7 separate regions of the Mus musculus genome follow, and all the other regions are linked to region 1. Evidence: chromatin contacts called from public Hi-C, HiCAR-type, HiChIP or PLAC-seq and promoter capture Hi-C data. All regions are on one chromosome and are shown on one strand. The core of a region is the stretch at or near the end of the contact, and the rest is flanking DNA. Distances in the headings are between cores, read along the strand shown. Region 1 holds the start of Alk (anaplastic lymphoma kinase). Region 2 overlaps Togaram2 (TOG array regulator of axonemal microtubules 2). Region 3 overlaps Pcare (photoreceptor cilium actin regulator). Region 4 overlaps Clip4 (CAP-GLY domain containing linker protein family, member 4). Region 5 overlaps Alk (anaplastic lymphoma kinase). Region 6 overlaps Alk (anaplastic lymphoma kinase). Region 7 overlaps Alk (anaplastic lymphoma kinase).

Evidence for each region. Promoter capture Hi-C pulls out the DNA fragments that hold promoters and counts their contacts. A called contact is a pair of places that touch in the nucleus more often than the background predicts. HiCAR-type assays count read pairs that join an accessible place to other places. HiChIP or PLAC-seq counts read pairs in DNA pulled down with a chosen protein or histone mark.
Region 2: an H3K4me3 HiChIP or PLAC-seq map of forebrain shows a contact between it and region 1, with 6 times the contacts expected there. The contact joins the enhancer-like site here to the promoter of Alk in region 1. A contact is called at or near these places in 10 of 39 promoter capture datasets (the 3T3-L1 cell line, embryonic stem cells, frontonasal cranial neural crest and 6 more), 6 of 115 datasets of contacts at active chromatin or transcription factors (cardiomyocytes, embryonic basal ganglia, embryonic forebrain and 3 more) and 1 of 9 other capture datasets (embryonic stem cells).
Region 3: a HiCAR-type map of astrocytes shows a contact between it and region 1, with 4 times the contacts expected there. The contact joins the enhancer-like site here to the promoter of Alk in region 1. A contact is called at or near these places in 2 of 39 promoter capture datasets (hippocampal neurons and maxillary cranial neural crest), 3 of 115 datasets of contacts at active chromatin or transcription factors (astrocytes, embryonic forebrain and stem cell-derived neural progenitor cells) and 1 of 9 other capture datasets (embryonic stem cells).
Region 4: a contact with region 1 is called in a Hi-C map of the N1E-115 cell line, with 15 times the contacts expected there. The contact joins the enhancer-like site here to the promoter of Alk in region 1. A contact is called at or near these places in 6 of 39 promoter capture datasets (the 3T3-L1 cell line, cranial neural crest, embryonic stem cells and 2 more), 5 of 484 Hi-C or Micro-C datasets (the N1E-115 cell line, cerebellum, cortical neurons and 1 more) and 10 of 115 datasets of contacts at active chromatin or transcription factors (SST interneurons, astrocytes, cardiomyocytes and 7 more).
Region 5: a contact with region 1 is called in a promoter capture Hi-C map of embryonic stem cells, with 4 times the contacts expected there. The contact joins the enhancer-like site here to the promoter of Alk in region 1. A contact is called at or near these places in 2 of 39 promoter capture datasets (embryonic stem cells and hippocampal neurons), 1 of 15 datasets of contacts at CTCF or cohesin (large pre-B cells), 5 of 484 Hi-C or Micro-C datasets (embryonic stem cells and nephron progenitors), 6 of 115 datasets of contacts at active chromatin or transcription factors (VIP interneurons, astrocytes, embryonic basal ganglia and 3 more) and 1 of 9 other capture datasets (embryonic stem cells).
Region 6: an H3K4me3 HiChIP or PLAC-seq map of forebrain shows a contact between it and region 1, with 10 times the contacts expected there. The contact joins the enhancer-like site here to the promoter of Alk in region 1. A contact is called at or near these places in 12 of 39 promoter capture datasets (the 3T3-L1 cell line, embryonic stem cells, frontonasal cranial neural crest and 6 more), 1 of 15 datasets of contacts at CTCF or cohesin (the NIH/3T3 cell line), 4 of 484 Hi-C or Micro-C datasets (cerebral cortex, embryonic stem cells, myocytes and 1 more), 7 of 115 datasets of contacts at active chromatin or transcription factors (astrocytes, embryonic basal ganglia, embryonic forebrain and 3 more) and 1 of 9 other capture datasets (embryonic stem cells).
Region 7: an H3K4me3 HiChIP or PLAC-seq map of neural tube shows a contact between it and region 1, with 7 times the contacts expected there. The contact joins the enhancer-like site here to the promoter of Alk in region 1. A contact is called at or near these places in 8 of 39 promoter capture datasets (the 3T3-L1 cell line, HPC-7-derived erythroid cells, embryonic stem cells and 3 more) and 7 of 115 datasets of contacts at active chromatin or transcription factors (SST interneurons, embryonic basal ganglia, embryonic forebrain and 4 more).

What each region holds. Positions count from the first base shown.
Region 1 is chr17:72,602,741-72,605,987 of GRCm38.p6, forward strand. It overlaps Alk (anaplastic lymphoma kinase), which reads right to left and starts at 1,567. Exons shown (of 29, transcript NM_007439.2): 1 at 288-1,567. The coding sequence starts at 969.
Region 2 is chr17:71,690,143-71,693,389 of GRCm38.p6, forward strand. Togaram2 (TOG array regulator of axonemal microtubules 2) reads left to right here. Exons shown (of 20, transcript NM_177087.4): 5 at 384-595; 6 at 1,304-1,494. Among named protein-coding and RNA genes, the nearest start is that of Togaram2, 19 kb to the left of the region's middle. Within about 2 kb of position 1,674, at least 64 of the 459 cell types and tissues checked have an H3K27ac peak or open chromatin away from gene starts, as enhancers often do. A contact at or near this core is called in forebrain and hippocampal neurons, where this site is marked.
Region 3 is chr17:71,741,867-71,745,113 of GRCm38.p6, forward strand. It overlaps Pcare (photoreceptor cilium actin regulator), which reads right to left. Exons shown (of 2, transcript NM_146082.4): 2 at 1,689-2,863. The coding sequence ends at 2,650. Among named protein-coding and RNA genes, the nearest start is that of Pcare, 9.4 kb to the right of the region's middle. Within about 2 kb of position 1,790, at least 39 of the 459 cell types and tissues checked have an H3K27ac peak or open chromatin away from gene starts, as enhancers often do. A contact at or near this core is called in astrocytes, where this site is marked.
Region 4 is chr17:71,833,235-71,836,481 of GRCm38.p6, forward strand. It overlaps Clip4 (CAP-GLY domain containing linker protein family, member 4), which reads left to right. Exons shown (of 16, transcript NM_030179.3): 13 at 950-1,073. Among named protein-coding and RNA genes, the nearest start is that of Gm30140, 52 kb to the left of the region's middle. Within about 2 kb of position 1,532, at least 14 of the 459 cell types and tissues checked have an H3K27ac peak or open chromatin away from gene starts, as enhancers often do. A contact at or near this core is called in the N1E-115 cell line and SST interneurons, where this site is marked.
Region 5 is chr17:71,868,072-71,871,318 of GRCm38.p6, forward strand. It overlaps Alk (anaplastic lymphoma kinase), which reads right to left. Exons shown (of 29, transcript NM_007439.2): 29 at 917-2,060. The coding sequence ends at 1,371. Among named protein-coding and RNA genes, the nearest start is that of Gm30140, 87 kb to the left of the region's middle. Within about 2 kb of position 1,575, at least 94 of the 459 cell types and tissues checked have an H3K27ac peak or open chromatin away from gene starts, as enhancers often do. A contact at or near this core is called in VIP interneurons, embryonic basal ganglia, embryonic stem cells and 3 more, where this site is marked.
Region 6 is chr17:71,912,757-71,916,003 of GRCm38.p6, forward strand. The region is part of intron 12 of Alk (anaplastic lymphoma kinase); the gene reads right to left. Among named protein-coding and RNA genes, the nearest start is that of Gm30140, 130 kb to the left of the region's middle. Within about 2 kb of position 1,740, at least 13 of the 459 cell types and tissues checked have an H3K27ac peak or open chromatin away from gene starts, as enhancers often do. A contact at or near this core is called in cerebral cortex and forebrain, where this site is marked.
Region 7 is chr17:71,979,559-71,982,805 of GRCm38.p6, forward strand. All of the region lies in intron 8 of Alk (anaplastic lymphoma kinase), which reads right to left. Among named protein-coding and RNA genes, the nearest start is that of Gm41613, 150 kb to the right of the region's middle. Within about 2 kb of position 1,778, at least 67 of the 459 cell types and tissues checked have an H3K27ac peak or open chromatin away from gene starts, as enhancers often do. A contact at or near this core is called in embryonic basal ganglia, embryonic forebrain, neural tube and 1 more, where this site is marked.

The DNA of each region.
Region 1 (3,247 bases), core at 317-2,816:
AGAGCTCAGGAAGGAGGGCATCCAATTATGATCCAGTGGGATCGTGTGTAAGTCAGTGGAAGGCATTCTGCCAACACTGGAAAACTTTTCTCCCAACTTGGTTGCTAGAGAGAGAGAGAGAAGGTTCTATTGGGAAGTTACTATGTTTAAGCACATAAAAAGAAACCACGGGTCTAAGTTCAAGTACGATGAAAAGGGGGCTAGAAGAATAAGAGTTAGTTAGCAGTGTCTACATGTCGTATAACTAAAAATGCAAATCCCAACACACTCTAGTGGGAGCTGCTCACCCGTCCCGAAGATCTGGAAGAGAAGGCGGGGCTGGGAGGCTCGGATCGCACTGGATAGCCTTCCCTCCCTGCCCACTTCCGATGCCTTCTTCTCAGGCATCAGGCGGATCCTCAGCCTCCCTTCGCCGTGGAGAATCCACCAGCTGAACAGCTCGCTGAGGTTGAACTGGAGTATCCCCACAGCCGCTACCTCCTCTGGGGGACCAATACAGCCTTCAAGAATCGTCTCCTCGCCCAGCTCCAGCACCAGCTGTTTGGCACGCCTGAGCTTGCGCACCGAGCCTCCCTTCAGCACCCTGGACAGCGTCGGACCCGCCTCGGGACTAGGAGAACTGGCTCCATCTGCCCAGGAGATTCCAGGCAGTGGCCCCAGCAGCCTGAGCAGAGGCTCACAATCCAGGGCCAGTGATCCCCGCGCCTCCAGCCCGCCAGCCTCGGGCTCCGAGGGGGACCGTGGCTGCGGTAGCAGCAGGTCTCGGGCATAGACGCGGAAGAGCGAGGGTACAACGAAGTCCACTGCCAGACTCTTCCTCTGCAGGCGCGAATAACTGAGCGGCTCCCGGGGCTGCAGAGGAGGCCCTGAGGCTGGGGAACCCGCGCGCTGATCGGTTGCAGCTCCGGAGTACGAGGCTGCTGCCAAAAGCAGTGGAGGCAGCAGCCACAGGAACCCAGCAGCTCCCATCCCGCTGGAGGGCGAGTTTACACTAGTCTCCCTTCCCTTGCTGGTCCAGCCTCGCCCTTCACTCTCCCCCAAACAGGAAAGGGCTCCAAATAGTCCTTGGTCCTGAATGGCTCCTTCCACTAGATCTCAGGGACTGTGTGTACACTATAGAGCGCCCTTGCTTTTCCCAAGCTACAAGGAGGCGAGAAGGGTTCTCAGCAAAACGGAAGACAAAGTCAGGGGGTAGTTCGGAGACAGTGAGACACCCTGGGCTCAACAGCTGGATCCTGCGCCTCTCGCCGTGCTGCGCCCCATTTGTAGAGGCCTTTGCTCAGGGACCAGGGAGGTGGCAATTAGGTACCGTTCAAGGAGCCCTCGGCGACCAGAGCTCTCCTCTTAGCTTCCAATCTTCTGCAACTTTCCAGGCTGTGAACCGTGGCTCCGAGTCGGTCACTGTCTTGCCCACGTCCTCCGCTCCTGTCACCTCCTCTGCGCTCCTTCCCAGGTCTAGGCAAGGACCACCGGAGGGGGCTGCTTTCTAGCGCCCCCTCAAGTGACCTCCGCTGCAGGAAGTCTTCGGATCGATCACCCTGCCCGCTGAACTTCTGGGCGTGAACACGAGCTCTGCGTTGCGGAGAGGAGGCTCCCGCTGCCTCCACGCGCGCAAGTTTGCAGCGTCCTTGCCGTCACCGACGTCTTGGTTCCTCGGAGTTCACTCCCAAGCACCCGGGCGGCCCTGGCCGCTGGCGACTAGTGAAAACATTCCGGGCAGAGGAGCCCGCAATGTAGCCAGCCCCCTCCTCACCTACCAGCAGCGCCCGCGGTTTTGTTGACTGGCCAGGGGGCGAACGGAAAACGTCTTACTGCCCCCCCGAGAACCGCTGGACAGAAGCAGCGGGAGGTGCCAGTTGCCACCGCTGCTGCCGCCCCCAGAGCCGCTGGATCGCATCTGCCTGGGCGCCCGCCACTTGCAGCTGGCAGTGCCGCGAGCGCGCGCCGAAGGGGGGCGGGGCCTCCGCGAGGGGCGGGGCTCTAGAGCGAACTCAGCGCAGCCGCCCAGCCCACGCAGCCGGCCCCGCCCCCTTCCAAGCCCGCCGGCCAATGCCGCTGCGAGATCTGCTCCTATGCAAATCTGCAGAGGCCTCAGTATTCATTGAGAAAAGCACCAAGCCCGCCCCGCCTCCCGCTGCTGGTGCCTGTTCCTTCCTCCAGATTGCCTGCCCTATTTCTCCGCTGTGCGAACAAGAGAGTATTTTGGATAAATGGGAAAACTGGAAGCGATCGTTGCAACCAAACACTCTGTCTAATTATACATTTAACAGATTAAATGTGTCCGACTTCAGAGGAGCAGGTTCCGGAATAAATCTGGAGGCAAAGAAAAACCAGAAGGAGGCAGGGGTAGCGAGGCCCTGCAAGATTCAAGAGCCTTGGAGCCTTGAAAGGGAACCTTCTCCAACACTCCTGTTATTTGAAAGCATTCCTGAGAGCCTGAGTTGTTCTTCTTCGGCTTTAGCCGCAACAAATGCTGTCAGACCTGTCAGCCACTTGGTTTTCTCATAATGGTGTCTGCACAGGTTTCCAGACAGAAACTGGGGATGAAACTCAGAGCCTTCTATAAGACAAGCGAACGCTCTGCCGCTGAGCAACCACCCCACCACGACACTATTTGTTTATTCACTTTTTTTATTTTGGCCTTTTTTGAAATACGACCTCGTTTTTGTAGCCCAGGCTGGGCTTGAACTCACTACACTGCCTAGACTGACTAGGAACTCTTGGAAATCCTGTTCCGGCTTTTCAAGTGCTGGGATTTGGGATTACAAGCATAAACCACCACACATGAGACGGATATTTTTAATTCCAGTTCTGGATCATTTGCTCATGTGAGACTTCCAAGCCCACCCTCCAGTCCTCTTGACTGCTACTTTGCCCTAGCGGTCCATGAGTAGCAGGCCAGAGGCTATGGATATGACTCTGTGGAAGAAGGTTGTGTGGGGCGGTGGCACACACACTCAAGGCCTTCTATTTATTCACTTACTTAAAATGCCAGGTTCTCCCTCCAGTCTCCTTTTCTTTCAGATAATGGCTGTGTGTCACCAGAAGCCCAGATAAGGGTAAGTTTTAGTTCACACAAATTTCTCAGTCCCTTCTCTCCAAGGCTGACTGTCTCACTCATGCTAGCTCTCCCAGTGTCCCAGTACATTGTCCAGTGGACCCTCCCTCACCCAGCTCTAAGAGATGCAGTATCTTGCTCACTGCCCCACATGCGAGAACAGCCAAGTGGAGACCCTGCTCCTTTAAG
Region 2 (3,247 bases), core at 424-2,923, 910 kb before region 1:
GCTCCAAATGGTCTGAGGAGGGACATTTTCCATCTGAAGTTAGGGATGAGAAGGGTGGTATGCCGTCTATCCAGGGCCAGCTGTGCCTTCTCTTAGCTCTCTCTTAGCCCAACACTGCTCTTGTCTTTCCACCTGTACCATCTTTGACTTTGATTTGCATTTCTACCATGTTTTATGGAAATGAAAAGGGACCCGCAAAACCCGCTGCTTAGCTAGTGATCTGGTGGATGTTGGGTGCCAGGCTGGAGGGAGCCCAGCTCTTTCCCCTCCCCCTCCATCATCCCTTCTTCTCCCAGGATGTGAGGCCTAGGTTAGTACAGCAATCACCCTCAGCTCTCCGTGCTCCAGGTACTAACTTCTTCCCCCATCTTACCCCTGCTCAGCCTCTCTGGATCCGGTGGGAGGCCCCAGAGGGGTTCCTCTGCGGAGCACAATCCCCCGCACCACCTCACAGAGGCTCCTGAGGGTACCCAGGCCGATGCCTCCCATCCAGAGCATTCCCACCACCCCTGAGGCCAACAGTGCTAAGGAGAAGGACCTGGACCCTCCTGGAGGCAGACAGGATCTCCAGGACCCGGGAGCCAGTGCCCAGGAGGTAAGGCAGCTCTGTGGCTCCCCATTCCTTTATCAACTCTTGTCCCTGTGCCCCGGCTAAATGTCTCTAGACAGTCCTCAAGACCAGGGTGGCATTGAGACCCTCATTTCACGTCTCCCTGTAGCGTTCCAGCTGTTACATCTGGCCTGAGAGTGGTGTGTGTGTGTGTGTGTGTGTGTGTGTGTGTGTGTGGTTGCCTGAGAGGTATGGGGGCTACAATCCTTTCTGTCCTGGAGTTGGTGGACCCAGGCTTTCTTTGGTGTTCATGTTTTGGGATTTTTCCCGGTCTTCTGCTCATCTCTTGCTTAATGCCAGCTTGTTGGCATGGAGGAAGGCGTTGGCATCGCCTTCCCAGAGCTGTTTTGTACATCTGTAAAAGCAGAGCTTTGAATTGGGGGTTTTAGAGGGTCCCTTCCAGCTCTACACAGTCAAAGATTTTTCTGAAATGAGAAGATTAAAAAAAAATTAAAATCCAAAAAATAATTAAAGCGACGGAAAAGCTTGCCAGTCTTCCTACCTGGAGTGGTTGGGAAGGGGTGACCTTCCCAGAGGGGTTGGAGTGGGGCTAAGAGACCGAAAAGGGAAACAAGAGGACATTTCCCAGCATCCTCTCACCAGCTGCCAGGAGATGCTTTGTGCGAGGTTACCAGGAGCAGAAAGTACAGTGTGAGTCATGCTTCCAAGGACCAGGCTCCCTCCCCCTCACAGGTGCAGATTTCCAGGCAATACTTACACTGCGCTGATGAGAAGATGCACAAGTCTTTAGGAGGCCTCGTGATCCCACCCATTCCGAAGGCCCGGATGCCCACAGGGACCTCTTCCTGCAGGCCTGGCTCCTTGCCCAGCCCCCTGTGTCCAAGCCAGGATGTGCTTATGGGACCAAAGGCCCCACATACGCGGTAAGCGGCCTACTTAAAAATCTCAAGTCTGTTTGTGGTCATCTCTCCTGTAACTTGTCTTGCCCCCCACCCCCCTTCCCTTGGGCTCCTCACTGCTGAGTCACCGTGGCTGGCACAGTCTTGAGGCACCAGGTTTGGAAAGGGTAAAAATCCCCTCTTGTGAATGGCAGACATGCGGAGACCACAGCATTGTTGTTGCGGCTCCTCTGATCCTGGACTCTGGCTGGCTCTGAAGGCATTCATGACCAGTAATGTGGGCAGTAACTTGTTTTCTAGTTTCTCAATGTCTACAGTTGCCATAGTGATGAATAAAATACACATTGTTTTAGGGCATGGTCAAGCCCATGGTGGCTCTCTCTTATTTTGTATTTTCTTAACTGACAGATACTGAAACCACCACTATTATCATGTATAATGTGTGTATAATGTATATAGTGTGTGGTCATGTGTGTGTATGTTTGCATATACATATGTGTGGGTATATGGGTTTTTCATAAAATGTTTGGACTTCAAAAGGCTCTTCATACCCAGAAACAGTTGGGGCAGAGGCTCTAGGTTATCATGAATCTGCTCGTAAAGAAGACAGGCAGAGCCTTCTAGACGGCTATCAGCATCCAGTGGCCAGCCCAGACTGATACCCCAATTGGGTATGTAAGAATTCCTAGGCACATGCCTGTGAGTGTACATCTGTAATCATGTTTGTGTCTGTGTGTGCATTTGTATACACACATGTGAGTGTCTGGGAATGTATGTGAGTGGGCGTTCAGCCACTATAGGTCTGCCTTTCCCGGTGCGGCGTATGAGTGTACATTTCTGTTGCTATGATAAAACACCACACAGGGTCAAACAAGTTATGGAAGAATTTACACGGACAGAGAGTTCTGGAGGGTAAGAGCCCACGGTGGTGGGGCAACATCAGGCATCATAGCACAGGATGCCGAGAGCTTACATCTTGACCCTCAGAGCGAGAATACCGGGAATAGCTTGAGGCTTTTTAAATCCCAGAGCCCACCTGCAAATGGCATAACTCCTGTGGGCAAGGCCACACTATTCAAACATTGCCACTACCACCCCCCACCCCATCCCCGCCCAAGACTCTGGGGCACGTTTGTCACTTAAATCACCACCTATGGTTGTCACATCCTCCTCCTGCATTTCTTTGGCCTGATCTTCCAAAGTCTTCCATTTCTCTCTGGCTTTCCGAGATCTCCTGTTTCCTGGGCTGCCTTCTCTGGTCACAGCCATGTCTCTATCTTTGTCTGGGCCCTGCTAGACTGTGGGACCATGTCCCTGCACTTGTTCCTGGATGGGAGCTCTCTTCCATCCTCACCTTCACACTCACCTCTGCACTGGCCTTCCTTACCACGGGACGCTTCTCCTGGCACACAGCTTCTCTCCCTCTCTCTGTAGCATTAGTGACAGAGTCTTCGATCTCTGTCCAATGCCTCTCATGACCTTTGTGGCTGTGGCTAGGGTTGACATTTTTCTCCTCTTTCTCTTGGTTTTATACCCATGTCTTGATCTTCCAGGCACTCTCCTACATGCCTTTCATCTGTTGCTCAAATCTGCCCATCCTCAAAATTCCTGGTTTTTTTTTTTTTCTTTCTTTTTTCCTGGAGTCTTTCCTCGTGGCTATGATCTCCAGGGTCATTGGGCTCTGGGTGACTTTGCCATGGCCTGACCTCCCCCTGGAGACCCACACTCTCCCTGGGACTTCTGGTTTTTCATGGCTTGCTGGTCAGCATTAGAGGAA
Region 3 (3,247 bases), core at 540-3,039, 860 kb before region 1:
ATTTCATCTACTCTGCTTCTGTGTAATCCCAACAGCTGGGGCTCTGCCTTATTTCATTAGAACCCCAGAAATCTACTTCTAAACCCATGGTTCTCAACCTTCCTAATGCTGTGACCCTTTCATATAGTTCCTTAGGTTGCAGTGACCCCCCAACCATAAAATTATTTCAGCTACTGCATAACTGTAATTTTGCTATTGTTATGAATCATAATGTAAATATGATATGCAGGATATCTGACATGTGATCCTCCAAAGGAATTGGGACCTAGACGTTGAGAACTGATGCTCTAAACCCTAGAACAAGTCAAGAGATACTTGCCAATCAGTGGTCCCTGAAGTCAGTGACATTGGGTAAGCTCTCAAACGCCACTTGCAATGCTTGCTTCTGCTTGCCCTGATGTGCTGGGCTTGCCCTGATGTGCTGGGCTTGTCCTGCTGTCCTAGGCTTGCCCTGCTGTGTTGGGCTTGCCCAGTCTTGCCTGCTTGTTCCTCAAGCTGCTTGCCAGCCATTTTGGGTGCCATCCAGATTGAAGCCAGCACATTTTAGACTCCAACCCAGAACTACACCCCATGACTCAGGTACTGCTCCGAAGTCAACACAACAACCCTGACAAATACGAGCCTGAATACAGGGGTGAGCATGGCACCTCTTGGTCATTTATTTAGTCAATGGTGACTCTGGTGTCATTGAAGAGATCAGCCCTGCCACTCTCATTTTAATAACATGATAATTCATGTGAGATTCATCTAGTTAGAGTTACAAGTCTGTCCCTGGGGTGAGAACAAGAGGTAGCTGGAGGCTCCAGGACCCAGTATAACATGTGCTCGAGGCCACAATCTATTTTAACTACAGCAAGAAGGAGGAGGAGGAGGGGGGAGGAAAGGGGAAGAAGAAGAAGAAGAAGAAGAAGAAGAAGAAGAAGAAGAAGAAGAAGAAGAAGAAGAAGAAGAAGAAGAAGAAGAAGAGAAGGAGGAGGAGGAAGGGAAAGGGGAGGAAGGGGAAAGGAGGAAGGGGGAAGTGAGGAGGAGGAGGAGGAGGAGGAAGAAGAAGAGGAGGAGGAGGAGGAGGAGGAGGAGACAATTAGAGGTCTATGATCTTCTCAACTTAAAACGTCAGCTTTGCAGCAGATCTGCTAAGTTCAGCCTCTTTAGCTGTACCCGTGGGTGAGAATTCTTGTCTTTTGACAACCCACTGAGCAGGCATTGAATCACCCAATTACTGCAAATTCTTTTCTAAATAGAAAGTACTCCACAGCTCCCGATGGAAAAATTCCAGGATCCGCAGCAAGTATCTAGCTGTTTGGCAGAAGTGGGGTTTGGGGCATGACCCATGCTTCTTTGCTTTGCTTCCAGCTCCAGCAGAACTTCTCTGCAGATGACCTGGGAATAAACTCGGCAAGAAGCAGCTTTGGGAAGCCAGGCAAGTGAGCCTGCATCCTTCCCTTCCCACCTCTGGAGCTTCAGCCCTGACCCCGTGTAAAGAACAGGCCTCTTGCTGTGGAGGCTTGGTTGTGCTCATGCAGTTCAAGAAGCCTGCAAGTGCTTAGCCCAGCCAGAGAATTTGATACACTCTGAGGCCAAGGGAGGAGAGGCTGCAAGGAGGAGCTGGAAATGTGAGGAGGGGGTGCAGGGGTGGTTTGGAGGGGCTAGATGTTCTAACTCCCCTCATTTTCTCATGACAGGAGCAATTAGCTTCTAAATAAAGCTTTTAATTGAGACTTCAACACTGTGTTACCGCTTGTCCTAGTTACTCTTCTCCTTGATGGGACACAGTATCCTGACAAAATCAGCTTGAGGGAGGAAGGCTTTGTCTTGGCTCTCCGGTTGGGGGATGCAGTCCATCAATGCTGTGGCAGGAGTTGAAGGCTGCTGGTCACATTGTATCCCCACTCAGGAAGCAGGAAGAAATGAATGCTGCTGACTTCCTCTTTCTGCAGTTCAGGACCCTCTCCCCTCCGTGGAATGGTGCCAGTTACAGTGGGGTAGGTCTTCCTATCTCAATGAACTCAATCTAGGAAATCCCTCACAGACACGACCGAACATTAGCCATCATACCATTTAACCTTAAATGCAAAAGGCTTCTCTTTATTCTCTTTATGCTTATGCCACAGGCAGGTACAGTGATGGAATAGTCTAAGGCAATAGAACATAATGAAGAACGCAGAGTCTAAGGCCAGCCACATCTGTACCCGGTTTTGCTCCATTCTCACATCTGTCTGAAACCCCAGCACAACTCTGGGGGGGGGGCCCTCCCCCGACACATTTGGGTTTCTTATCTGTAAAACGGGAGGACACTATTTCACACACTGTTGTGGTTTAAATGACGCACGATAACCAATGGTTATCTTGTAAGACACATGGCCCTCTAAGCATGAATATATTATCCCTCTAATTAAGGCCAGCACTCGGAAAGATAAAGGGTATCATTGTGGGGTCTAAAGTTTCCATTAACATTGAAACCCAAGGCAAAGCAGGATCTGTAAGTGAATCCAGCTGCTGTTTGAGATTTTGAAAACCCTTTGGTAGGGGTGTCTTCAAGATCCTTCCAAGTCAACCGCAGCTCGAGTTGGTTTGTCTACCACCCATGGTGCAGTGTGAACACGTCACTAGTACTTCATGTGTTCTAGGGTAACCCCCACTAGCCACGAGTCAAGATATTTCCTTGTGCTGGGGCTGTGACTCTGGCTGGGGTCTGTCCTGGCCGCGGTTCATTCGGGCTTCTGGCTGCAGCCCATGGCCCAGCACACAGAGCTCCAAAGGAGATGCCCGCTTGGTGCTACTACCCTGCAGTTCTGGGACTCTGGAGTTGTTCCAAGGTGGGAGTTCTTGCTTGGGGTTCTCCTCACTGCTGCTGCTGCTGCTGCTGCCAAAAGAAAGTACAAGGACAGGTCAGACACTCCTCCACTCTTTCTCCTGGTTCCTTTCCTGTACCTCGCTCTCCTCTGCCCATCTCTTCCCTCCACATCCCTCTTACATCTAGCTTAGGGTTGGACTTGGGTATCAGGCCTCTGCCTTTCCATATCACACTTGGAAGGCCAGATTGTCGGTTCTGCATGCCTGTCTGGTTAGACGTGGTAGGAGCCAGTTCCCTGAACTTCCAAGGCAGGCTGATTCCTGCTCCCCCCCTCTAGGCTTGGAATCCTGTGACTCTGAACTGAGCCTGAGAGGACTGGGCCTTTTGTTTTGTTTTGTTTTGTTTTTCTAAAGCACGTCTTGCTTAATAAAGAGCTAGGCTTAGTTGCTTGAA
Region 4 (3,247 bases), core at 282-2,781, 770 kb before region 1:
TGTATTCTAAATTGGCTTTTAAGGTTCCTGTCATTGAAACTGACTCTGAGCTAGTAATCTGAGAGGAGTATTTTGCATTTCCTTTTTGTAGTGAGTTGGTTGTATTCGCACACCCATTCTTGCTATTGGTTGTGAAAGACCAAATGATCACATACGCGTTCTTTATTTGATATTGATTGTAAAAGACCAAACGTGCTGCATGCTCAGGCTACAAGCGTGCGAACTGTGGGCTTGTCTAGCGAACCATGGAACCCCCAGGAATCCCTGCTTTAGAGTATGTCCACCTAGCTCATGCTACTGGAAGTGCAGCCCCGTTGTTTCGGTTGTAGTCTCTCCAGGGACTTGGGTTTCTCACAGCTAGCCCCATAGATACTGCCTTCTAAGACAAGTTCTTCTATTAGCAAACCTAGGTCTTTTCCTTTACTTAGAAGAGGGAGCGGCATCACTGTGTGTTCCGTGTTATCTCTGCCCTTGTTTAATTATTTAATGGGTGTTTGTGGTGTTCTGCTACGTGGACAGTGAGCTGAAGAGAGAGCTGTCCACCTGAGGATTCATGTCTCTCAGTAGCATTCCGTGCTGCTCTCACTGAAGCCCGCTACGTTAGCGACAAGGACGCTTTCTTTTGCATTATAGTCTTAAGATATATTTTGGTGGCGCTCTCCTTGCATGATGGCTAATTCCCTGCAAATCTGAGTTTGTGTGTTTTATTTTTCCTCCCTTAATGTACTACTGCTCTGCAATTATGCCACTGAAACGTTTCTCCCACTTTCCAAATTTTCAAGTTTTTATTTTATAATTTGATCATCTGAGAGCTTAATGATCATGATGATCTTCCATCATCTCGGTCATTTGTGAAAACGCCGAGCCATCCCGACTTTGGGTTCGTATTACCGCACAGCGGTTGTGAATGAAGTGCAGATGCCTTTAAAATGCAATATTCATGTTCTAGGGTATTGGTACGGCATAGAGCTGGAGAAGCCCCACGGGAAGAATGATGGTTCGGTTGGAGGTGTACAGTATTTTAGTTGCTCTCCGAGATATGGAATATTTGCGCCCCCGTCCAGGGTACAGAGGTGAGGAGAAACTGGAGTGTGCATCCATCTGTTTACAGAAACTCTGCAGTTCCCTGTGGCACACAGGTCCCCGATTCCATCTGGAAGATAAGCACAGGCGTTCCTTCAACGGGTTAACTGGCCACCTTCCTTGGAGGGAAGGCTCATGGGAAGCTAAATTTGCCTTGCTGAGGGTTTGCAATTTTAAAAACCTCCTTTCTTCCTCATTTGCAAACCCTATGAGTGTGTGTAGGCTATTAGAAGTGGCGTTTGCAGCTAAGAACAGTGCGAGGAGCAAGCTTAATCCGTCATGCAAACAAAAGTAAAAATGCCCTCTGATTGCTTCAGTCACATCCTAACTACATTAAATTTCCTGCCAGCAGGCACCCATTCACTCTCCCACAAACCTAATGGAACCAAAATGGCTTTTTCCTCTGATTTCCTTAGTTTTCAAAAATAGATAGGCAGTAGCTCTCCGGGGGTGGGGGAAGTGAAGTCTCGGGGGTTTATATGTAACAGACCTCGTGAGTGTTTCCTGGTAAGGCAGTGCGCTTACATGTCACCTCCCTCTGGGTTTTAAAAGCAAGCTTATCCAGAACACAGGTCCTCATGACATTCGGGTGCAATGTGGAGCTGGGAGACAGAGGCTAGAAAAGGGGATTATAATCTCTGGGCAAGATACAACATATGTGGTGTAGTCACTCTCATGACACTGTAACCGTGCTGATGGCCTGGGAGTTCCTACCAGTCCCCCTTTAGCTGGACGCTGAGGGTTTCTGGTCAAATTGAAGTTTTGTTTTTGTTTTTGTTTTTGTTTTTTTCTTTTTAAATCATTTTCTCCCTCAATTTTTTTCTTTTCCTTACATAGCCTCTTGGTGTTAATTCTCTTCGGTTTTGTGTACTTGACACATTATTCTTTACAGCAGCGAGGCCTTTGGCATACAGTACTTTGTAGCTCGTAAGGTCTAAGTGTTGTTTCACTTGATCCTAAGAAGTCCCTGGCCAGGTGAGTTGGGAAATAACCCTAAGTATCATCAACTCTTACCGAGCATTTAATGGCAGGCTGCATCCTGAGCACCCGAGTGGTATACGCCATTGTCCCCTGCACACCCAAGGATCCATGAGCTGCTGTGTTTATTCCCACCTTACAGGTGGGAAAATAGTTTTCCAGAGAAAAAGCAGCAGAGCTGAAGTTGCATCTCTGGGTAATGGAAGAGCTAAGCTTGGCCTGGCTTTGTTAGCTTCCTGACTGCCCTAGGCCCATGTGCTTAGCTGACACCGTCCTCAGAGTTGTCCCTGGATCAGTTACCTAAAGCATCTCATTAGACAGGCCCTGCAATTGTCCCCATTCCACAGAGGAGGAACATCAGGCCCTGACAGCTAATGCCAACTGTATGCTACAGTGAGGATTTGAATCCCTGGCTATCTGGAGTCAGAAGTGAGCTCTTTGCCGTAACCTTGGAGGACTTATTGGGCATCTGTGAGTCTCCTCTGAACCCGTGTCTGGCAGGTGATGGATGCACTATCATGCATTAGTTTGATTTGTCTCCCAGTCACAAGGCCTGGGGTTTATTTCACATTCAGTTACCCAGAGTGCAGGATTGGGCATGTGTCAGGCACAGTGGGTACCAGTGAGCCCCGTTGCCAGTTCTGGGCTTTTTATACAGCGGCAACCTTTTCTCTGCCTTTACTTGTGAAGTCACATTGTTCCTGTAGGTTTCTGTTTTCGCTGCTGTGTTTACAGAGTGCACAGGGCCTCACTCACTGTTTCTTTTGCTTTCTGTTTGGTTTTCTCCAAGGTAGAGTGTTTAAAAGCAACCCCCACTCCTTAAAGTACCAGGGCTCTGATGAAATGAACCAGTCTCCATCCAGCTGTCTTCCTGTCATCTTCTGATTGTCTCATTCATCAGCATCAAATACTATTAAGTGTCTTTCCGTACTTTGTGCTGTGCTAGGCATTCTATGAGCAAACAAAACAGACGTGGTCTCTGATTTTAAGGCGTTCCCAACACAAGCCAGTTTGGAGCTCTTTAAAGGCCCTGCTAGTCTTCAAGATGGGAAGATTTTACGCTAGGGGCTGTGGGAGGCTATCTTGGTATCACACTGTGACCCCTACTGCTTCACCTCAGCCTCATAGCTGGCTTTTTACTTCTCCCCTTGGCATTTTAAAAATTTGTGCTTGTCCCAGGATCCAT
Region 5 (3,247 bases), core at 325-2,824, 730 kb before region 1:
GGCACAAACTGGACGTGAGAATACAGAGCAGAGAAAGGGGAAATGAAAACCATACAGATAAAGTCAGAATTGCATAAGCATGTGTATAAAATTTAATGGGTTCCCGATTCCATTTCATAGAAATAAATGTCATCTGTGAAAAACCAGGTTCAGAAGACCCACTGAACACACAGCACTGACCTCAACTCTTTAGGCAAGTTTTAATGCCAAATGCTTTGCTGTAACCTGCACTTGAGATCTATGTAAATTATGCTATGAGTGTTAAACCACATTTGTGTTCCCAGCAAACCAGGATCTCATGGCTAAGGGGGTGGGGGTGTTGTTGGGAGAACTGGGGAAGGACCGACCAGGTCTAGGCCACTGGAAGGCCTGTTCCTCCAATGGCCCAATGCATCATGGAACGGAAGAAACTCTGGGGAAGGTTTGGGCCTCAGATGTATCGATACACAGATCCACGAATGGGCATCTTCTTCCTGTGCTTCTACGAATCGCCGCTACTCGAATTTTAAAAAGTGATCAGATCTGAATGAATGGAAAGTGTGGAAGTAATTTCAATCTTGAGTTTTAAATCCAGTAGGAAACCTCACACACGGTAATTTTTTTTAATTTTTTTTTTTTACTTTTAGTAGGAAGATTTTTCTTAAGGCATGAGGTATGTTAACAGGGTGTTTGACTCACTGCATCTCTACTGGAGTTTCTTTCATACGCAAAGCACTTGCGATGGATGCATTTTGCTTAGATGAATATATACACGTTTTCCACTATACTACGAACTAGTCACGACATTTTTTTTTTTTACAATAGGCAATGAGTTAGAACAATTAAAAGCCTCTAACCACCACCCACAGCGATGTCAGCTGACTTCTTTTCCAAGTAAAGAATGTCTCTCCCCATGCTGAGTCACTGAAATTAATTCCTTTATTTCTGTTCCCTCGCCCGCCCCTCGAGTGGTTCATATTCATAAGGCAAAGGAAACACCTAGGACTCCCCCTATGAGACATGGAAGCAGCTATTTCTGACTACGCGGAAGCAGAGCGCACACAAAAATCGGAAAGAAGCCTTAGGGGACTGTACAGCAGACCATGCACGAAAACTTGGCGCAACCAATCTGGGCCTTGCACTGATTGCTTTTTTTTCTTTTTTAAAGAATGGCATTTTCTTCTTTTGAGAGGATAGATGAACCCATGCTCAAAAAACCTTCTAACACATCTTAAAAACACAAGTTTCCTTTTTTTAAAATGTGGCACTTCAAAACAAGTTGGCACAAAAATGAAAGTTTTGGTCTTGGGTTTGTGGTGGAGCCATCCTGTCCATCTCCCTCTGGGTGGGCTCCGGCTCCGCCAGGAGGAGAAGCTAGTGGAGTACAGGGCTCAGGGCCCCGGCTGGGTGACCTTATTCTTGCTTTTCAGCATGGTGTCCCCTGGCGCGGCTGTGGCTTCCAAGGGGAGACCCTGTTGCTGGTAACCATAGTTGACATTGCCGCAGGGGAAGTGGCGCAGCCTGAACAGCGGCACCTCCTTCATGGTGGCGCTCAGCGCCGATGGCTCTAGCAGCAGCGCTGCCTCGGCTCTGCGGGGCCCCGCGCCCGGCCCGGTCCAGCCACCCTCGGCCGCTCCTGCCCGCGCCTGCGGCTCGGCGCCTGGCGGAGGATGGGTCTTTTTGGCAGGCTTCTCGGTGAACCACGAGCCGTAGGTGGGGTTCCACAGGCTGGTCGGCTTGTTTCTGGATCCCGGGCCTTTGTGCAGCTCCGGGGGAGGGTTGGGCTGAGAGAAAGCCATGTTCACGTGGCCCCGATCGGCCGCACCTCGGGGCACCGGGCCGGCACCCGCACCCGCGCCCGCGCCCGCACCCGCACCCGGGGGCTTCTTCACCGATGGGCCTGGTGCCGTCAGGGCTGCGGGCTGGGGAGCTGCGGACGCCTCCTCGTGCTTCGCAGGCTGGGGAGACACCAGCAAAGGTGGCATCCCCTCGGGGTCTTTGGGGCGCATGGGCACTTTCTCCTCCTCTTCTACTACTGGACCGTATTCGATGGGCAGAGCTGTGTTGATCACATCGGGGTCCTGTGGGGACAGAGAGAGGATGGATGAACACGGAATCAGAGAGATGTTGGGTCTGGAAGAGATGAGAGAGAGAGAGAGAGAGAGAGAGAGAGAGAGAGAGAGAGAGAGAGAGAGAGAGAGAGGAGAGAGAGAGGAGAGAGAAGGGGGCGGGGGAGGGGAGCTAACTGTTAACAGTTGATCCATTTTTGTCAACTGGACACAAACTAAAGACACCTGAAAGGAGAGAGAACACCTTAGCTGAGTTATTGCCGCCATCGGATTGGCCTGTGGCCTTGTCTGTGAAGGCGTTTTCTTAATGATGGGTGTGGGAGAGCTAAGTCCGCTGGGGGCACCCCTCCAGGGTTATATGAAAAACAAACGGAACAAGCCAATAAGCAATCTCCATGGTCTCTACTTCAGTTCCTGCCTCCAGGTTCCTGCCTTGAGTTCTCATCCTGGCTTCCGGTGATGACAAAGTGTTCCGAGGAAATAAACCCTTCCCCCCCCCCACCCCCAAAGTGTATTTGCACACAGTGGTTATCAAAAACGGAAAACAACAACAGAAAAGCAAGCTAACACATTAGTTGACAGTTAGGTATCAGAGCACAGAGTGAGCACCACTATTCTTGAAATCTCACCAGAGGAGGAGAGGGGTCCCAGTGCTTAGGGGTTGGGGGATAAGCACCCATGCCTGGGGGCAGTGGGATGGGAGGGGCAGAGCAGAAGCCCCTGGGGCACCTTTTACAGATGTAAAAGTTTTTTACTAGATTTAATTTATAGTGTGTATGTATATGTGTGCAGGTATGCATGTGCCTTGGTGTGTGTGTGTGTGTGTGTGTGTGCAAGTTGAGGACAAACCTATGGAGTTCTCTGCCCTCCCACTATCTGGGTCCTGGGGGTCAAACAGGTCATTTGATTCTGGCAAGCAAGAATCTTACTTAACCCATTGAGCGATCTTACCAGCCCGTTTTTTGTTGTTGTTGTTTTGTTTTTTTGTTTTTGTTTTTGTTTTTGTTTTTGTTTTTTGTTTTTTTGTTTTTACATTACTTTCAAAATATTGTGGTCTATTTCCAAAAATACTCTTGCAATCTTCAAAGACAAAAGATAATGTGGCTTTAGTTTTGTTGTAGGGAAGGAGGCAGGGAAGAGGGACGCCACGTTTGGCTCACAGAGGATGTTGTTTGCTCCTTCCCTAAGCGCCTGCAGCT
Region 6 (3,247 bases), core at 490-2,989, 690 kb before region 1:
CATCAGGCTTCATGGAGAAGAGAGGATCTGAGATGGGCTCCAGGCCCTGCCAGAGTTTACGAAGAGACTGGGAAATGCACACAGTTATGCAAAGAGAGTCGGCCACCAGAATGGCTGCTCCTCCTTGAGGCAAAGCGGAGGGAGCTGTTGGGCTCCAAGACCAGAGTTTGTGTGCCCACTACAGAGACCCAGCCTTGTCTCTAACAGAAGAAGAGCTTTGTCTTCTTTTCCAAATTCACATGGCGGTCCAAAGCAAAGAGGGATGATGGAATGAATATGCATGGGCCACTGCAAATTTGAATGTAAAGACTGTGGGTCATCAGGTCCTCAGAGCTAGGGGACAGTTGGCTATCTGAAGTTGTGGTGGGGGTGACAGATGGGAGAATTCTCAGACAGGACAAGAGGAAGACGCTTGGAGCCTCTCGAATGTCCAATGGCAGCTGTTGGCTAGTGTGGGAAAGAGGAGGCTGTAGGTTTGGAAAAGGAAGGGAGAAAGTTCCAATGTGTAGGCTGCAGCTGCAATGTGTGTTGACACAGAAAGGTGTGATTAATTGCATTTGAAAGATGAGGAAATGGGAGCTCAGAGAAATGGACTCACCTGAGGCCACACACCCGAGCAGTGGTAGACTGTGAGCCATTTCCTCTAGAGATCACTTCCTCTCTCATGTATACAGCTTAACAAAGAGGGGCCTGAGAAGACATGTTAGTCCTCCTGACCTCCGGTCGAACATTCTTGGTACCTTATCCAAGGACAACAGAAGGCTGGCTCAGCAGATAAGAGAGCTTGTATGTGTAAGCTTGAAGACCTGCATTTAAATTTGCACTGGTAACCTCAGCACTGTGTGTGTGTATGTGTGTGTGTGTGTGTGTGTGTGTATGTGTGTGTGTGTGTGTGTGTGTGTGTGTGTGTATGTGTGTGTGTGTGTGTGTGTGTGTGTGTGTATGTGTGTGTGTGTGTGTGTGTGTGTGTGTGTGTGTATGTGTGTGTGTGTGTGTGTGTGTGTGTGTATGTGTGTGTGTGTGTGTGTGTGTGTGTGTATGTGTGTGTGTGTGTGTGTATGTGTATGTGTGTGTGTGTGTGTGTGTGGTGTGTGTGTGTGTGTGTGTATGTGTGTGTGTGTGTGTGTGTGTGTGTATGTGTGTGTGTGTGTGTGTGTATGTGTGTGTGTGTGTGTGTGTGTGTGTGTGTGTATGTGTGTGTGTGTATGTGTGTGTGTGTGTGTGTGTGTGTGTATGTGTGTGTGTGTGTGTGTGTGTGTGTATGTGTGTGTGTGTGTGTGTGTGTATGTGTGTGTGTGTATGTGTGTGTGTGTGTATGAGTGTGTATGTGTGTGTGTGTGTGTGTGTGTGTGTGTGTGTGTGTAGGGGTTGTGGGGGGTAAAGATAGGAGGGTCACTGGGGCTTTCTTGCTGTCTCACGGTTCTAGATACCGTAAGAGATCCTGTCTCAAGAGAATAAGAATTCTCCGTGTTCTCCTTTGGTCTCTGTGAAAGTGTTGCGCGTGTGCGTATGCTGTGTGGACCTTGGGTAGGTAATCTTCCCTCTCTGAGCCCAAATTTCTCGGTAATGTAAGAAGAAAATAATAACTTTGGATTTAAAAGATAATTTCTAGGACTTGGTCAGGTTGCATGAAAAGGCCTCATTTCCATCCCAAGATGGGTTTTGCTCAGAAAACTTTTACCTAAGACCTTGTCCTGTTTCAGGCTGCTTACACAGAGAGAGGTGGGCTGCATCCCGCTCATTCCTGCCTGCATCATTTGCATAGTCATTTACATCAATCTGCATGCATTATGAATCATTCTGAACTCTCTCACATGTTTAAATTTAGCCAAATTATTATATTTCAACAGGAAGTTGTTTGTTCCTGCCTCCTCTTCTCTATTCGGCCTGCCTTCATCTTTCTCCTACCCCTCCAGAGAGATCCAAGCTCTAACAACTCCCTCCAGATCTCAGTTCTTGGCAGTGAGGTGGGCTGGCGAGGAGCCCTGAGCCCTGAGCCATACTTCCAGTCCTGGAAGTCCTGGCCATGTGACCTGAGGAAACCCTGCTAAGCAGTAGGAGACTCAGCTCTCTCTTGCTGAGGGAAAAAGCGAAGGCCTCAGAGATGAGGAGAGAAAGTGGGTTTTATAAAGCTGTGAAAGGTGGCAAGGTCAAGGCAGGGCCTCCAAAGTCAACAGCAAAGCTTGATAGCCAGGTATCAGCGACTGGCGCTTACTCTCCTGGTGGTGGTCTCAGCCTCTTAGGAACTCACCGTCTAAGAGATTGTTAAGGTCTAGGGAGGGTGTGGTCTTACCTCCTCCCTTTGAGGCCTGGAACCTCAGAGCTTAACTCGCTGACTACTACAAGTCCCACTCTGCCTCATGGTGACATGTGACACAAACCTGAAATCAAATCCCAGCTAGGCTCCTCAGGGCAGAGAGCGCCTGGACAACACAGCTCCTCTTTCTAGGTGCTGACTCTGCAGTGGGTAACACTAAGCCACTGCCTCCTTCAAATTCATGGCTGAGACACCTTGCTATCTTGGTCCTGGCCTTACCTAACCTTGCACAATTGCTGTGTGACCTTGGGAAGATTATCTTCCCTCTCGGAGCCCTTTGGTGATATACTACTAACACTGACCCCGAGAGACAATGGTGGGAGTTAAACGAGATAATGTCCACAAGAACCTAAATGACCTCGAGAGACCGGTCCCTGAGTGACGGAGGATGCTCCTTACAGTCTGTACTTGTCTGGGGTTGGGGGCACTAGGAGGCAGAAGGGAATGACAGTGGCTACTAGGTAGAACAGGGCATAGCATGGGGTCCTGGGTCCACTCCTGCTTAGTGTCACCTGGGAACCTCCTCTGTATGGAACTGATGAAGCACCACGCATCTGCTCGGCACTGCTACAGCCTGGACTCTCTAGATCGGACCTTCCCAGCCACGCCAGAGCAACCAGCACAGCCCCTGTCTCCGACATACTCTCCCCAAACCCGGTAAACAATTTACTTTTGATGGCTGACAAATGATGAGAAATTAATATACCTGCCACTCAAGCGCGGAAAGTGACTCGCAGTGATTCCAATTTGCTGGAAATTGCCAGATAGTCCTCTGGACAAGTGGATGCTGTAATCTCTTTGTTTTTCCTCATCTAAATCCAGGTCCCCTGGTCAGATGGGATGTGTACCGGGTTTGTGTTTATATTATTGACTGTGAGCTATTGTTACCTGGTGTAATTGAGTTGTGAATCTTTTTTAAATAAAGAATTA
Region 7 (3,247 bases), core at 528-3,027, 620 kb before region 1:
CCAGTGCTTCTTAGCCTTCCTAACGCTGTGACCCTTTAATCCAGTTCCTCATGTTGTGGTGACCCCCCCCCCACCATAAAATCATTTTTGTTGCTACTTCATAACTGTAATTTTGCTACTGTTAGGAGTTGTAATGTAAATATTTTTGGAGGTAGAGGTTTGCCAAAGGGGTCACGGCCCACAGGTTGAGAACTACTGCTCTAAGCTCAGATGGGGTCATCTGTGTGAGAGAGGAGGTCTGGCTTTGGTCTTGACTTGTATTTGTTGCTTTGGGGCTATGGTACATTGCTCTAACCTAGATCATGCATGGGTGGGGAAGACCCTGCCAGGGCTGTATACAGAATGAGCTCTCAGCTCTTCCTGCACACTGCCCTAGTCCTCCCTACCCTGTCGACACTGGGCAGGCAACGATGCAGCAGAACCCTGCTATTTTAGTTTCTCCATCTCAAGCCTCTTTGGTTTGGGGACCCTTATTTATTTATTTATTTATTTATTTATTTATTTGCCTTTTCATGGGAGACTTTGTCATTAAGTTTGAGAAACTGAAAACTCAGGTCTCATGAGAGTTCCTCTGTGTCTCCTCGCTTGTCCGCAGGAGGAGGTTGAGACAGCTTTGCATAAATTCAGTCAACACTCCTGGATCTCATATTGAGCAGCTGGCAAAGAAAGGGCTATCCTTCCATGCATGGACACCAGAAGAGTCTTTAAAAATCTAAACCAGACAACAATTGATGGGAGGGTTTCCATGGCTTCTACGGGACTGTCACCATAGGGTACCATTCTTATAGGGGTTGTAGGCACGGCTTGAAGGCTGGCAGAAGGAAATTCTCCATGCCAGTCTTCTCTCCTATATCTGTCGAGGTCACATTTGACAATCTTAAGGACACAGAGTATGGGTCTTTTTCCCTTTAGGCCAGAAAGCCCACACAGACATGTCAGAACTCCATAGCTAACCTTTTTGCCTGGGCTCAGCTGCCCCAGCAGTGAATTAAAGTTATTATTATTTTTTTCCCTTGGGTTGACTTCAGGGTAGAAGGTTCTGGTTGTGTTTTAGGATATCATTTTGTGTGTGTGTGTGTGTGTGTGTGTGTGTGTGTGTGTGCACGTGTACACAAATGCTTCAATGCCCTTGGAATGTAAGGACAGAGCTGCAGATCAGGCAAGGTCAGAAAACCAGCAGTTGAGAGCTGACTATCACAAAAACTGGTGTATGATAGCCATCTTCCTGGGTCCTTCATATTCCTGCAGCCCATAAAAGAAAAACCACTCCCCTGTTTTAGAGTGGAAAGAAATGAGAGAAGCCTAATCCTTCCTGCCCCAGGCTTTCTTCTGGCCTGAGAACATGGCTTAAAATATTCTAGTCACAGGCAGGCTATTCAAATAAAACAGAATTTCAAACCACACAGGGCTTGTTGAGACAGTCAGGCTTCTGGAATGTGTGAAAGGCAGGGGGAGGGGTGGGACAGCCCCCACCCCTCTCACGTCCTCCTCTGTATTAGCAGCAGCTGCAATGGTAGACACATCAGAGTGTCTAAAGCCAAGTCAGACTGGAACAGGCCTGACAGCCAGTACATGAAAGCTACGGCAAGCCTTTCCTCCCCCGTGGCAACTTTAATTATTTGAACTGGAGCTCAGCGAAATAAAAATAAAAATAAAAATAAAATAAAAATAAGAATATATTGTAAGTGGCTCCCTAGTTTCCTGCAGAGAATAGCTTGTGGCAGGGAAGGGGAACCGAAAAGAGTCACAATACTCTCTCTGTTTGTGGCTGGGCTAGGCAGGGGTCTTTAAATATTCATGCTTTATGTGCAACTGTGCAAAGAACAGGAGGAGGTGAGGCCCGCAGTAGTGGTTGGGCAAGAAAGGTAGCAGTAGTGGCTGCAGGTAGCCAGAGGGGGACATGGGAGCTCAGAAGCTCATGGAAGGCTCTAGGGGTTGGCTTGGCACAAGGCTCATGCTGGCCATGACCTCATTGTTGATGGGCATTTGATTTAGTTCTGTACGCTCTTCCAGCCCCTCTGTCTCCCTGCCCCTGTTCCTGATTTCTTTTCTGAGTCGTGTTTGTAAATGGCAAGATGCATCACCCTGCTTGGGGTGGCAGGTATTGGGGGAAGCTCTGCATGCACTCAGGATGGATTTTGCTCACCATTGACGGGGCATACAAACAGTTGATAAATCTTAGGATCCAGGGCCAGCAACCAAGTCACCAAGGATGGAGATTGAAGATGCAGAGACCCAGTCTCAGTGACGTCTTTCAGGAGGTCAAAAAGGAGCCCAAGAAGCCCCGTTTGTTCACTTTCCAAGTGAATGCAGTGGAGAAACATAGACTTACTAGCTAGTTCCTTCCTAGATTTGGAGGGAAATTCATCAAAGGGGACCTGGGCACCCTGTGGGAATGCACTGGTGAACGTGGGGTGTTGTGAGCCTACATTTTTGAGGTTTTCTGCATACATTAACTTTGGCAGACCAGGATTGGTATGTCTGTAGAGAAGGTACTCTATGGTCAGTGAAAGTCCTGAAGTCCAGGCCAACCAAGGCATCCATCCCCATGTGTTTGTCCCTCATCAGCGGTGTCCTCCACACCTCTATCTAGCACCCATCTCTCTGTATCCTCTTACTCTAGGGAAGCCTTTTTAGGAATTGTGGGGCTCAAAGACTGAGACCTGAGCCACCATGTAGTCTTGCACAGCAATGCAGCAGGAACTGGTTTCCTTGCTATTGCAGCTCAGCTATCCTGGAAGAAAGAAATCCACTTCCTACCTTCTGCATGGAGGATTTGGGTGTAGTGAGAGAGACAGGGGTTATAAACCTGTACACACACATTTCTATTTTGGTTATTTATTTACCTTGCATTCCCCTCATACCTCAGGAAGATGATGATGATGACTATGACAATGACGACGACGACAACAACAACAACAACAACAACAACAACAATAACAACATCAACAACAATATATTGCTCTTAACATTGAGAGCCGATCAACCTTAGATATCCATGGTCTGAAATACTGAAGGTGAAAGTCATTGTAGTATAAACATATTCAAACATGAGTGATGCAATTGTGTGTGTGTGTGTATGAACCCTCCCCTTTCTTTCCATCGTACCTGCTTAGCCAAGTTCTGGAAAAGGGCAGGAAATAACAGAAACAGCCTAGAGCAAATCTAACCAGAGGAGAAAGAAAGCCAAGGAAAACACCTGTCTCAGCTATTGATCAACTCAAAGGTTATCAGAGAAGTGACAGAG